3 separate regions of the Mus musculus genome follow, and all the other regions are linked to region 2. The links are chromatin contacts, called in public promoter capture Hi-C maps. All regions are on one chromosome and are shown on one strand. Each heading gives the region's core, a stretch centred on a gene start, on an enhancer-like site or on the middle of the called end of the contact. The rest is flanking DNA. Distances are from core to core; before and after follow the strand shown. Region 1 holds the start of Ints1 (integrator complex subunit 1). Region 2 holds the start of 3110082I17Rik (RIKEN cDNA 3110082I17 gene). Region 3 holds the start of Micall2 (MICAL-like 2).

What was found. Promoter capture Hi-C pulls out the DNA fragments that hold promoters and counts their contacts. Capture Hi-C pulls out chosen DNA fragments and counts their contacts.
Region 1: a contact with region 2 is called in a promoter capture Hi-C map of liver. The contact joins the promoter of Ints1 here to the promoter of 3110082I17Rik in region 2. A contact is called at or near these places in 2 of 39 promoter capture datasets (cranial neural crest and frontonasal cranial neural crest), 3 of 115 datasets of contacts at active chromatin or transcription factors (acute myeloid leukemia, forebrain and stem cell-derived neural progenitor cells) and 2 of 9 other capture datasets (adipose tissue and liver).
Region 3: a contact with region 2 is called in a promoter capture Hi-C map of the HPC-7 cell line. The contact joins the promoter of Micall2 here to the promoter of 3110082I17Rik in region 2. A contact is called at or near these places in 17 of 39 promoter capture datasets (the 3T3-L1 cell line, 3T3-L1-derived adipocytes, the HPC-7 cell line and 10 more), 4 of 484 Hi-C or Micro-C datasets (cortical neurons, embryonic fibroblasts, embryonic stem cells and 1 more), 7 of 115 datasets of contacts at active chromatin or transcription factors (the 230-238 cell line, craniofacial prominence, embryonic hindbrain and 2 more) and 2 of 9 other capture datasets (embryonic stem cells and liver).

Annotation. Positions count from the first base shown.
Region 1 is chr5:139,773,603-139,776,990 of GRCm38.p6, forward strand. It overlaps Ints1 (integrator complex subunit 1), which reads right to left and starts at 2,076. Exons shown (of 47, transcript NM_026748.2): 1 at 1,730-2,076; 2 at 686-976. The coding sequence starts at 1,868.
Region 2 is chr5:139,458,172-139,461,852 of GRCm38.p6, forward strand. It overlaps 3110082I17Rik (RIKEN cDNA 3110082I17 gene), which reads right to left and starts at 2,363. Exons shown (of 5, transcript NM_028469.3): 1 at 2,298-2,363.
Region 3 is chr5:139,734,584-139,738,115 of GRCm38.p6, forward strand. Micall2 (MICAL-like 2) reads right to left here and starts at 1,750. Exons shown (of 17, transcript NM_174850.3): 1 at 1,435-1,750. The coding sequence starts at 1,577.

The DNA.
Region 1 (3,388 bases), core at 826-3,325, 320 kb after region 2:
GAGCAGACACGCAGACAGTGGCGTCTGCTACTGGAATGTTAGGTGCTCAGAGGCTGGCACATAGCTAGCGGGTGACAGGTCTATGCTAAGGCATCATGGAGCTGCTATGAGTCACTGAGGGGCTCTGGGCTGTAGAGTTCAGTGGTTACAACACTTGCCTTGTGTGCATCTGGACCTAGGCTCAATCCTGGCACTGTCAAAGAAGTCATGGGATAAATGACAAGAAGGAGGAGAAGGTCAGACCCCTGCACAACTTCAGGGACACTCGTCTCTCCTCTGAGGTCTCTTTGGTACTTGGGGGACCTATTTTCTACCTGGAAAATGGCACCAAAATGCTCCCTGTCCTGGAGGCAAAGACAGTGAGCAAAGAATCCCCTTCCACTGGAGGACCGGGCTAGAACCACTTAGATGCCACCACAGCCTGCGCACCTGTCCCAGCACGGTTCAGAACAGTGCTGTCACAACCAGGGGCAGGCTGTACACAGGCCAGATAAATGATGGAACGAGGAACCAGGAGCACTGTGGGAATGGGAGGTGCATCTGTTCACAATGCCAGGCAGCGAGCCCACAGGAAGCCAAGACCCCACTACGCTAACAGAACCAGGCTGGAAGTGGCTCCCACGGGCACTGGGCAGATGGACAGGATGAAGGAATCTCTCTGGGGAAGTTGGCAGTCTGATCTTACCTTCAATGGGCACCACAGATGGCTCCTTAATCGATGGAGAAATGGCTCGCTTCTCTGCAACTGCGGCTTCAGCCAGACGTCCCAGGGCGCTCAGTGGGGGAGTGGAGGACAGTTTGGGGCGCTTAGTGAGGCCGGTCAGCGCAGAGGTCCCAGACAGAGAAGCTGAAGCATCTCTCTTGCGCTCTGAGGGTAGCCCAGAAGGGGCTGGCTTCAGCAGGGTGGACGTTGTCTTTGATTCACTGGCCTGACCCTTGGACCCCAGAGCAATAAAGTCCCCAGGGGGAGGGTGCCCTGCAGAGGAACAGAAAACCCACACCTGTGATACCCAATCTCAGAGTGGGCCCCCAAGAGACAAAAGTAAAGCCTGAGGTTGTCCAACCACCCTGGCAGAGCAAGCGATGGCTGACGCTGATCCAGTGCTGACTAGAAACTAAGCCATCTGTAACTCATAAGCACTGTCTACTTAATTCTCACCGGGCTTCTTCAAAAGTTATGACCCTCGTTTTACAAATAAAGACACAGAAGTTAGGCAGGGGACTGGTGGCACATGCCTTTAATCCCAGCACTTGGGAGGCAGAGGCAGGAGGATTTCTGAGTTCAAGGCCAGCCTGGTCTACAGAGTGAGTTCCAGGTCAGCCAGGGCTACACAGAGAAACCCTGTCTCGAAAAAACCAAAACAAAACAAGACAAAACAAAATAGACAGAAGTTAAGTAATGTGCCAGTGTCACACAGTTAGCAAGAAGAAACTTTAGGACCCCAGTCTAGATTATCCGGCTTCAGAGACTGTGATTCTGGTCCAGGTACCCTGTCCTTGCCAGATGCTCAGCAGGACAAGGATGCCCTTGTCCTTTAGGAGCCCCTCAGGACAGCAATGTATGCAGGAAGCCTGGGTTGGATGACCGTTGTCCTGCTGTGTTGGATGCCCACGCTCTCCCAACAGTCCCAAGTTAACTATGTCCCGTAGGAACCCCTTCAGTGGCCATGCCGGCCTTCATGGAACCCATTCATTGACCGTCTCGAGGTCGCCGCGCGCAGGGACGCACCTGAGGGCTTGGCGGCCGCGCTGGGTCTCCGTACGGTGGTGGGCTTGGCTCGATTCATCCTCCCCGCGGCCCGGGCGCCCCTAGAGGAAGCGCCTTCACCTGGGAGGAGGCGGCGGGAGTCACTCGCTCGCTCAGTCATTCATCCCTCGCACCGGGGCCACTGGACCGAGTGCCCAGGGCCGCCTACCGGGGTCACAGAAAGGGGCCAAGTGCGGCACACACGCGGCCGACTGCGGAGACGGATGTCACCGCAGGGAGCGGACTTCACCTGGGTGCAAAGGCCCCTCACCTCCGGTGCAGCACTCTGCAGACCCGAGACACGGGCGCTCCGGAAGTGCAAACTGATCTGCGAGCCTTCCGAGCGCTGATTTCTCACATAACCGGAAGTAAAACAAACCCGAAGGCGAGGAAGAGAGGAGAGAGGCAGGCAGAGCCTACTAGTGTTTGCACCGCCCTCTGGCGGCCGGAGGCTGGATGGACCTATGCCTGTCTGAAAGCTGGGCTTGTTGGGCATAAACTGTTCCCTCTTACGGTTTTGGAGCTAAATCTGATCCTAGCTCAAGAAGTCAAAATCCAGCCGGTCGGTGGTGGCGCACGCCTTTAATCCCAGCATTTGGGAAGCAGAGGCAGGCGGATTTCTGAGTTCGAGGACAGCCAGGGCTATACAGAGAAACCCTTTCTCAAAAAACAACAACAACAAAAAAGTCAAAATCCTACTTTCATATTGATACATGCTCTAAAATGTTGAAGGCCTCTGTCAATGGCCTCTGGATTCACCTGATTTGGGTACCTCTGTCAATGGCCTCTGGATTCACCTGATTTGGGTACCTCCCTCTCCATGGAGACCTCTACATGGAGCTATCAGGATAGGTACTGCAGGTCTCCTCTAAGGAAGTCCCAGATAGATTGTCCAGCTGCTGGGACAAAGACAAAATTCCAGACATGGTCCCGAGACCATGTTTGTGTGTGTGTACATGTATGTGTGTATACATATATATGTATGTGTGTTTATGTATGTGTGTGAATGTCTGAGTGTATCTATACACATATAGACAGACAGATAGACATTCCAAGGTCATAGAATTAGGATTGGGAGCCCAAGACCCTCAAGCGCCCTTAATGGATTGTCCCCATGATGGCCAGCCTCCTTGGTGCCAGCAAGCCCAGAGCTATATAGTAAACATTTGTGGGCTGAATAAAGGATGTGTTTGAACATTGTGGCACAAAGGGAGCTTCAGGCAGAGAGCTGGTTTTCAGCCCCAGGAGCGCACCTCCCATACCTGTCAGTGCCTGCAGTTCAGGGTCTTTCTTACTGTGATGCCAGGGCTACAATAACAGTATGTCAGGGTAAGCAGGATGGGTCAGTAGGTGAAAGAGCTTGCTGAGCCAACTCTACAAATTTGTCCTCTGACTTACACGTGTGCTGTGGTGTGCATGGCTGTACATTCACATCATGCACACTCATACCCACAATAACAATAGATAAAATTTAGATTTTAAAAAGGGATGAGTTGTCACAGTGTGGTCACACACACCTTTAATCCCAGCACTCAGGAGGCAGAGGCAGGTGAATCTCCGTGAGTTCCAGGACAGCTGGAGCCACATAGACAGACTCTGACCCAAAACAAAAGCAAAATCAAACAAAATGGCGGGGAGTCT
Region 2 (3,681 bases), core at 1,113-3,612:
TAAGCAGGGGTCCTAAAAATTCAATTCCCAACAACCATCTGTACAGCTACAGTGTACTCACATACATTAAATAAATACCAATAACTAGATAGTCAAGAGAAAAATAAGCTGGACTACCTCATAACTAAAACCTTCTGTCCTTGGGCTGGAGAGAGGCTCACTGGTTACCAGCTTTTGCAGAAGACCCAAGTTGGCAGCACCCATCTCAGGCAGCTCAAAATCAACTGTAACTCCTGCTCCAGATCCAACACCTCTGGACACACACACACACACACACACACACACACACTTAAAAATAGAAATAGAAAGGAGCTATTGAGATGGCTCATAGGTTAAGAGTACTTACAACTCTTGCAAAGGACCTAGGTTCAGTTCCCAGCATCCACACGGTGGCTCACAGCTACCTGGAACTCTCCTATCACCACCTCGAATCTCGCCATAGGAGAGGCAAGATGACAGATTCACACACTGCATCCAGCTTTTTATGTAAGTCCCAGGGATCGAACTCAGGTCCTCAAGCTTGTGCGGCAAGTGCTTTTACCCACTGAGAACTCCGGTTCTCGGAGATCTGACGCCTCTTCTGAGCTCCATGGGATCCTACGCACACATGGTATACACACACACACACACATTAGCAATTTTAAAAAATAAATGAAAATAATAAAACAAAATTTAAAAGCTTCTCCCAGGGAACAGTGCCAGCAAGAAAGTAAAGACAACTCAGAGCAGTGCTTGTCTCACACATTACAGGCAGGAAATCTGCATGTGGTGGAGCCTGAGAAGAACTCTTTTTGTTTTTCTGCTTTTCAAGACAGGGTTTCTCCATAACCTGGCTGTTGTGGAACTCCCTCTGTAGAGCACACTGGTCTCAAACTCACAGAGATCCACTTGCCTTTGCCTCTAGGGATTAAAGGCATGCATGGCCACCACCACAGAATAACTCTGGCAATTATACAATAAAAGAATTTGGGCACCAGGTGGGGTGGTGCACACCTTTAATCCCAGAGCTCTAGAGGCGGAGGTGGGAAGATCTCTGTGAGTTCGAAGCCAGCCTGGTATACAAAGGGAGTCTAGGACAGCCAGGGCTTGCTATACAGAGAAACCTTCTCTCAAAAAACAAAACAAAAACCAAACAAAAGAAGTGGTGGGGGAGGGGGAGAAAGCAATATGGTTCAGCAGGTAAAGGCGCTTGCCACTAAGCCTGAAGACCTGAGTTCCGTCCCTGCCTAGCCTGTCGAGTCCACTGTCACATACAAGGTAGATGGCTGCTGGGGACCACCTAAAGTTGACCTCTGGCACACACACACACTGCAAACTCTAGAATGGGCAAAGGTCTTGAACAAACAGTGAAGAACATGAAAAGATGCCCAATGTCACTAGTCCTTTAGGAAATGAAATCCAGAGGCACTGACTGCTGCTTCATGCAGCAAGGAAATAAGAAGACAGAGGGCTAGGAGTTCTCAGTGGGTAAAAGCACCTGCCGAACAAGCCTGATAATATGAGTTCGATTCCTGGGACTTACATAAAAAGCTGGATGCAGTGTGTGAATCTGTCGTCTCGTCTCTCCTATGGTGAGATGGAAGGCAGAGACAGGGGGGTAAGCCTGGGGTACACAGTGCAGCAGCAGAAACCAGAAAGACTATGCCTCAGCAAGCTCAAAGAAGGAACAAGACTCCCTTAAATTATCTCCATGGTACCTAAGACCATTAGTAAGAGATCTTCTACAGTCAAAAACCTGGGCTCCCTAGATCTGGGATTCTTATTCTGGCCCCCGTTTCTTCCCAGAGCCTTGAGTGACACCGATACAGAAAAGGAACCCAAAGAATCTTTTTTTTTTTTTTTTTTTTTTTGAACGGAGTCTCATTTAGAAGACATGGCTAGACCGAGCTAGCGGCAATTTTTTTCAGTCCCAGCCTTCAGGATACTGAGACCACAGCTGTGTACCACCACACCCAACTTGTAAGAATGGATACATGGAAGGACTGTTGGGTGCATGAATAAGTGGGTGGGTGGATGAAGGATATAGATGAATGGATGGGTGGGTGCCTGGATGAATAGGTGGGTGGACGGATGGATAATTGGGTAGAGGAGTGGATGGACGTTTAAGTAGACGGAGGAGTGGACGAATGGCTAAGTGGTCGCCTGTATCAACAGGGGTAAATGGGTAGGTGGGTGGTTGAATAGATCTCTGGAAATCCACGTGGAGAGCTGCGCAGAGACGCACAGCCCGGCCCAGGACCGCGTCTCCCCGGGCGGATGCGACAACCCCCCGTCACCCCACCCTACCCAGCACGCACCTGCAGCTCCCACTCTCGCACACCTCTGCCACGCGCCTCCACCACCAGCTCAGCAGGTTCCGCGCCGTCCCGCCCTCAGAAGATCAGCGCTATCCATTGGATCGGGAAGGCGTCCATCTTCCAGCCAGCCAATGGCCGCCGCATGGGAGGGCGCAGCCCTGGCGCAGGATATTGGCGTCATCTCTCTGAGCTGAGAGCGCAGTCAGTTGCCAGGGCAACACCTGGTGGCGTGGGCACGTGCGGCCGAATTCTGGCCGCTGGTGCTGGGCTGAACAGATAGAACACCTCTCAGAGAATTCCAGCAGGTAAAGTTAGAATATCCGAGGGGTGCCGGGCTTGGAGGTGCACGCCTTTCGTCCCAGCCCTAGGGAAGCTAGGAAGAAGGATTAGGAGTTCAAGGCTATCCTCCGCTGTGTAGGGAGTTCAAAGTCGGACCCTGTTGTAGCCTATAATCCCAGCACCAAAGAGATAGAGGGAGGAGGATCAGAAACTCGGGGTCTTCTCGAGATTCATAAAGGCCAGTGAGATGCCTCCGACGGTAAAAGTGTTTATTGTAAAGCTTGGTAACGTTAGTTTGATGTCCAGGATCCATAAATCGGAAGGAAAATCAATTCCCACAAGCTGTCTTCTGACCTCTAAACACACACACACTAAATAAGTAAATATGTACATTTCATAATATATGTATGTGTACACACACACACACAAAGTAGTGAAGAAGTAATGTAAAGGGTCTGGCATAGCTGTCACTGGCCTTGTAACAGGGCCATAGACCTTAGTAGGCCACCAGACCTTAGCACACTGACTCCACATTGGAAGTACCATGAGGCTGTAAAACTTAGCAGCACATAGACAGCACCACCTGCCCAAACTAAAACAAGGGCCTAGTCCATCAGAGTCCATATAGTGCTGGGAAAGTCTCAACACACACTAACCTTGCTTTCCAGCCTCTCTAGTTCCACTTCTGGTTTACTCTTCTTTTTAACTGTGTGTCAACTCGGAACATGGTTTTAGTGCTTAAAAAATCACCTGGAAAAAGGCTCAGTGCTACACTAGGATTCCATCACCCAGTGTAGTTGCTGGACAGCTAATAAAGATTTTCTATTGGCTTAAACCATGTCTAGCAGTCTTCTCTTCAGAGTACCCCACAACAGCCTTTAATTCCAGCATTGGGTCAGAGGCAAGTGGATCTCTACAAGTGTGAGGCCAGCCTGGTCTACATAGTGTGTTCCAGGTTAGCCAAGGCTTAGTGAGACCCTGCTTCAAAATGACAAAATTACAGATGGAGTGGGTGTGATTTATTGCTGATGCTGCTAGCCAACTAAGAGGAGACAGTAAATTCCTTGTGATGCAGAATAGAGAGAGGGGAATTATCAAGCAATGA
Region 3 (3,532 bases), core at 500-2,999, 280 kb after region 2:
ACACATAGTCCCTGCTTCGGAGCAGAGGAAACCCCATGTCTGCAAAGGCCCTGTCCCTGTCCAATTACCAGCTGAGGCTAATCCAGCCAAAATCCAACATCATCGTCTCCTCCACTTGAGAACTCGTCACATAGTTCTCATCTGAGCTCCCCACTCTGCATCATCATCCAGACTCCCCCTGCACCACCGGAAGAAACCTGACTACCCACGTTCTCATCCCAAGTCCATTTTCCAAGGTCTACATCCTTGGCCCAGCATCCATCGAAGCTCAGCTTCCTGGTTTCCACATGACTGATGCCCCACTGAGCTCACACCATCCATCTCCCTGAGAGTGACTGAGGCTCATGCCATGGGGCCCTCCCAAGCAGCTCGGGGGTTGGGGTGGGGAATTCATAACCACAGGGCAGAAGCCTACTTCTTGCTCAAGATTCCGGCTTCCTGAGCAGAGCAAAGCTTGGCACAAGGGAGTCTGATAGCACCAGGCCTGGCTCTTCCTGACACATTGTGTAACACGAACAATATTTGTTTGTTTTTCCTTTTCGGAGCCTCAGTTTCCCCATCTGCACAGCAAGAAGGCTGGCTGAGGTGGGCTCCACAGGTGCTGCCTGGAGCCTCACTCAGCCCTAAGACCTCCCTGGGAAACACTCCCAGACCAGCCAACTCTGCATTTATGTACCATGTACAGGAGAATGCTTTCCTCTGAAGGGCATGGGCTGTAGGTGATCTTGTCCCATTTCAGGACTCTGGTCACCAGACTAACTTAGGTCCCTGTAACAGAGTCTGCCTAAGTGTTTGCTAAGTGAATAACTGATAGAACAGTTTGAGTTGTGGGCCAAGGTCCTTCAACAAGACAGAGCTGGCTTGCTTCCCAACTTCCTATGCCAAGACTCTTCTTCTATAGAAGGCTTTAGACCCAATCCCTGTCCTCTCCTACAACTTCCAAGGATGATGGCCCAGACTCCATTGTCTCCTGTCATTCTAAGGTGCTAAAAGGCTTGCGCTTCCCTCTTTGATTGCTTTCCCAAAGATGCCTAGACAAATTAGAGGAGGGGCAGTAATCCCACTAGAAGCCTCAAATGGCCCTGATCTTGGGGCCAGACCTCAGACCCCCAGGAGCTGTTCCTTTGCCCTTTCTCAGGGAGCTCGGGGAAGGCGGACGCTGCCCTGAGTCACCACTGACTAAGCCGGCTGGACAGCCCATGTCCTGGCCCCTGGCCCAGCTGCACTTGGTGGCCTGCACAGAGGCTACTTGACTGCCACAGCCTTGGAGACCACCAAATAGGCTGTACCTGCAGGTCTCTGCTCTACCCCGGGTGGCCCATCTGAGAGGGGTGTGTCTGAAACCTCCGACCCGGATCCCAAGGCAGGCGTGGCCTCAGTTTCCCGTTTGCAGCGGCACATCAGAGCCCGACAGAGGGGTTAAAGAGCACTCACATAAGGTCAGGCCGGTGTCGGTGCAAGATAGCGCAGAAGGCCAGGCCATCGCGGAACGAGGTGGTCATGTTGGTGATGCTCACGTCCCGGTAGCCCTCGCACTGCTGCCGGCACCATTCTTGCAGGGCCTTTATGGCGGCCATATGGGCGGCAGGACGGGCTGGCGGCTCGAGGAGCTGGCTACAGGCCCCTCTTGGGCCCGAGACGCGCAGGAGGCCCGGACCCGCCGACCACCAGCCGGGCTGGAAGAAGAGAACACCGGGAGACCGGCGCCCCACACACTCTTGACGCCTGCGAGGCCGCCGGCCCCGCCCCCTAGAGGCCCCGCCTCTTCAGACCCGCCCCCACAAGATCACGCCTCTTGAAGGCCTGGCTCACCAGCTCCAAGCTCCACACAGGCTCCTTGTTCCGGCCGCACCGCCCCAGTTTGGTCAGGCCACACCCACGCCCCACAAAGGGCACGCCCACATAAGACCACGCCCCCTCTTTCCTGGGACTTGAAGAATAGGGGCCCGGTACTCTGGGCGTTGGCTCCCGCCTTGGCCTTTAGCCATAACTCCCAGCAGAGGCGTCGGGGTTTTCTTTTTTTGTTTTCCTTGAGACCGGGACCAATGTAGCTCGCATTGGCCTCTAGCTTATTATAAAAGCAAAGATGACCTTGTGTTTCAGATTCCCCAGCCTCCACCTCCTTTACTGCTCTCGGATTACAGGCTTGTGCCCCACACCATGCCTGGTTTGTGCAGTGCTGGGTATGGACCCTGAGGCTTCCTGCATGCCAGGCAAGCATACCACCAGCTGAGCTACACTCCCAGCTACGGTTTTCTTTCTTACTTTTAATTCTATCTTATGCATATGGGCTTTGGTCTGAAAGTGTATCTGCACCCCTTGTGTGTCTGGTAGCCCGGGAGACCTGAAGAAGGCCCCTGCTCTTCTAGAATCGGAGTTGGAGCGGGTTGTGCTGCCATGTGGGTGCTGGAAACTAAACCCCAGGACTTCTGGAAGAGCAGCAAATGCTCTTAACGACTGACCCATCTCTCCAGTCCAAACCCGCAACAGCGTTCTTTTATTTTATTTTATTTTTTAAAGTTGAGGCCAAGCTGCCTAGTCTGCCTAACTCATCCTCCTGCCTCAGCCTCTAGAGTTGGCAGCCTGTTGACAAATGGGAAAACAGAGGCTAGGGTAGATGCAACCTCTGAGGAGTGTCCCTTTTCAGGGTCTACAAAGCTGTCTGGTTGGAAGCTGGGGTGGACCTTGCTGAGTAGTGTGCTTTCCCATCAGACAGATACTGGTCGTGATGGCACACACCTGGAATCCCAGCCCTCAGCGGGGAGAAGCTGGAAGATCAGAAATCCAAGCTTATCCCAGGATACATATGGGGTGCAAGGCTGACATGGGCGACCTGAGACCCTGTCTCAAACTTTAAAATACTGTCTGCTTTCCCTTCACCCTCAAGGGTGCCAAGCCAGCCAGAATAACCGCTCTACATTCACAGAGGAGGAAAGGAAGGCTGAGGGGGCACGCTCCAGGGGTCTTGAGACAGGAGACTCTTAGCCTCTTTCAAGTCTCTGAGGATGCCAGGGGTGATTAAGGAAAGTACCTCTCCCAGGTCCTCAGTTAGAGCCAGGGGCTGCCCTGAATGTTCTTTTGTTGTTTTGTTTTGTTTCTGAGACAGAATTTCTCTGTGTAGCCCTGGCTATCCTGGAACTCACTCTGTAGACCAGGCTGGCCTCGAACTCACAGAGAACCACCTGCTTCTTCCTCAAGTGCTGGAATTAAAGGTGTGCGCCACCTCTGCCCAGCTTTGTTTCTCCGCACCCTCAGGAATCTATATGTCATCAGATGGACCGGACTATGACAGCAACAGTGTGAACCGGCCCTTCCCAGCTGGGCCCCAGAGCTTGTCTAGGCAGGATCTTTAGGAAGGTAGGTGTTTTCCCCAAAATGGCATCTGGCTTGGAGCCAGGTGCCGTCTCTACCAGGAGTGAAAACAGGTTTTCCGTGCCCAAGCTGTGGGCTGGCATCAAGGAGGCACCTGGGTACAGGCAGCAGGTGTGGGGCTGGTAGGTGGGCAGCAAGATCCTCATCCCAACTCTGGAGG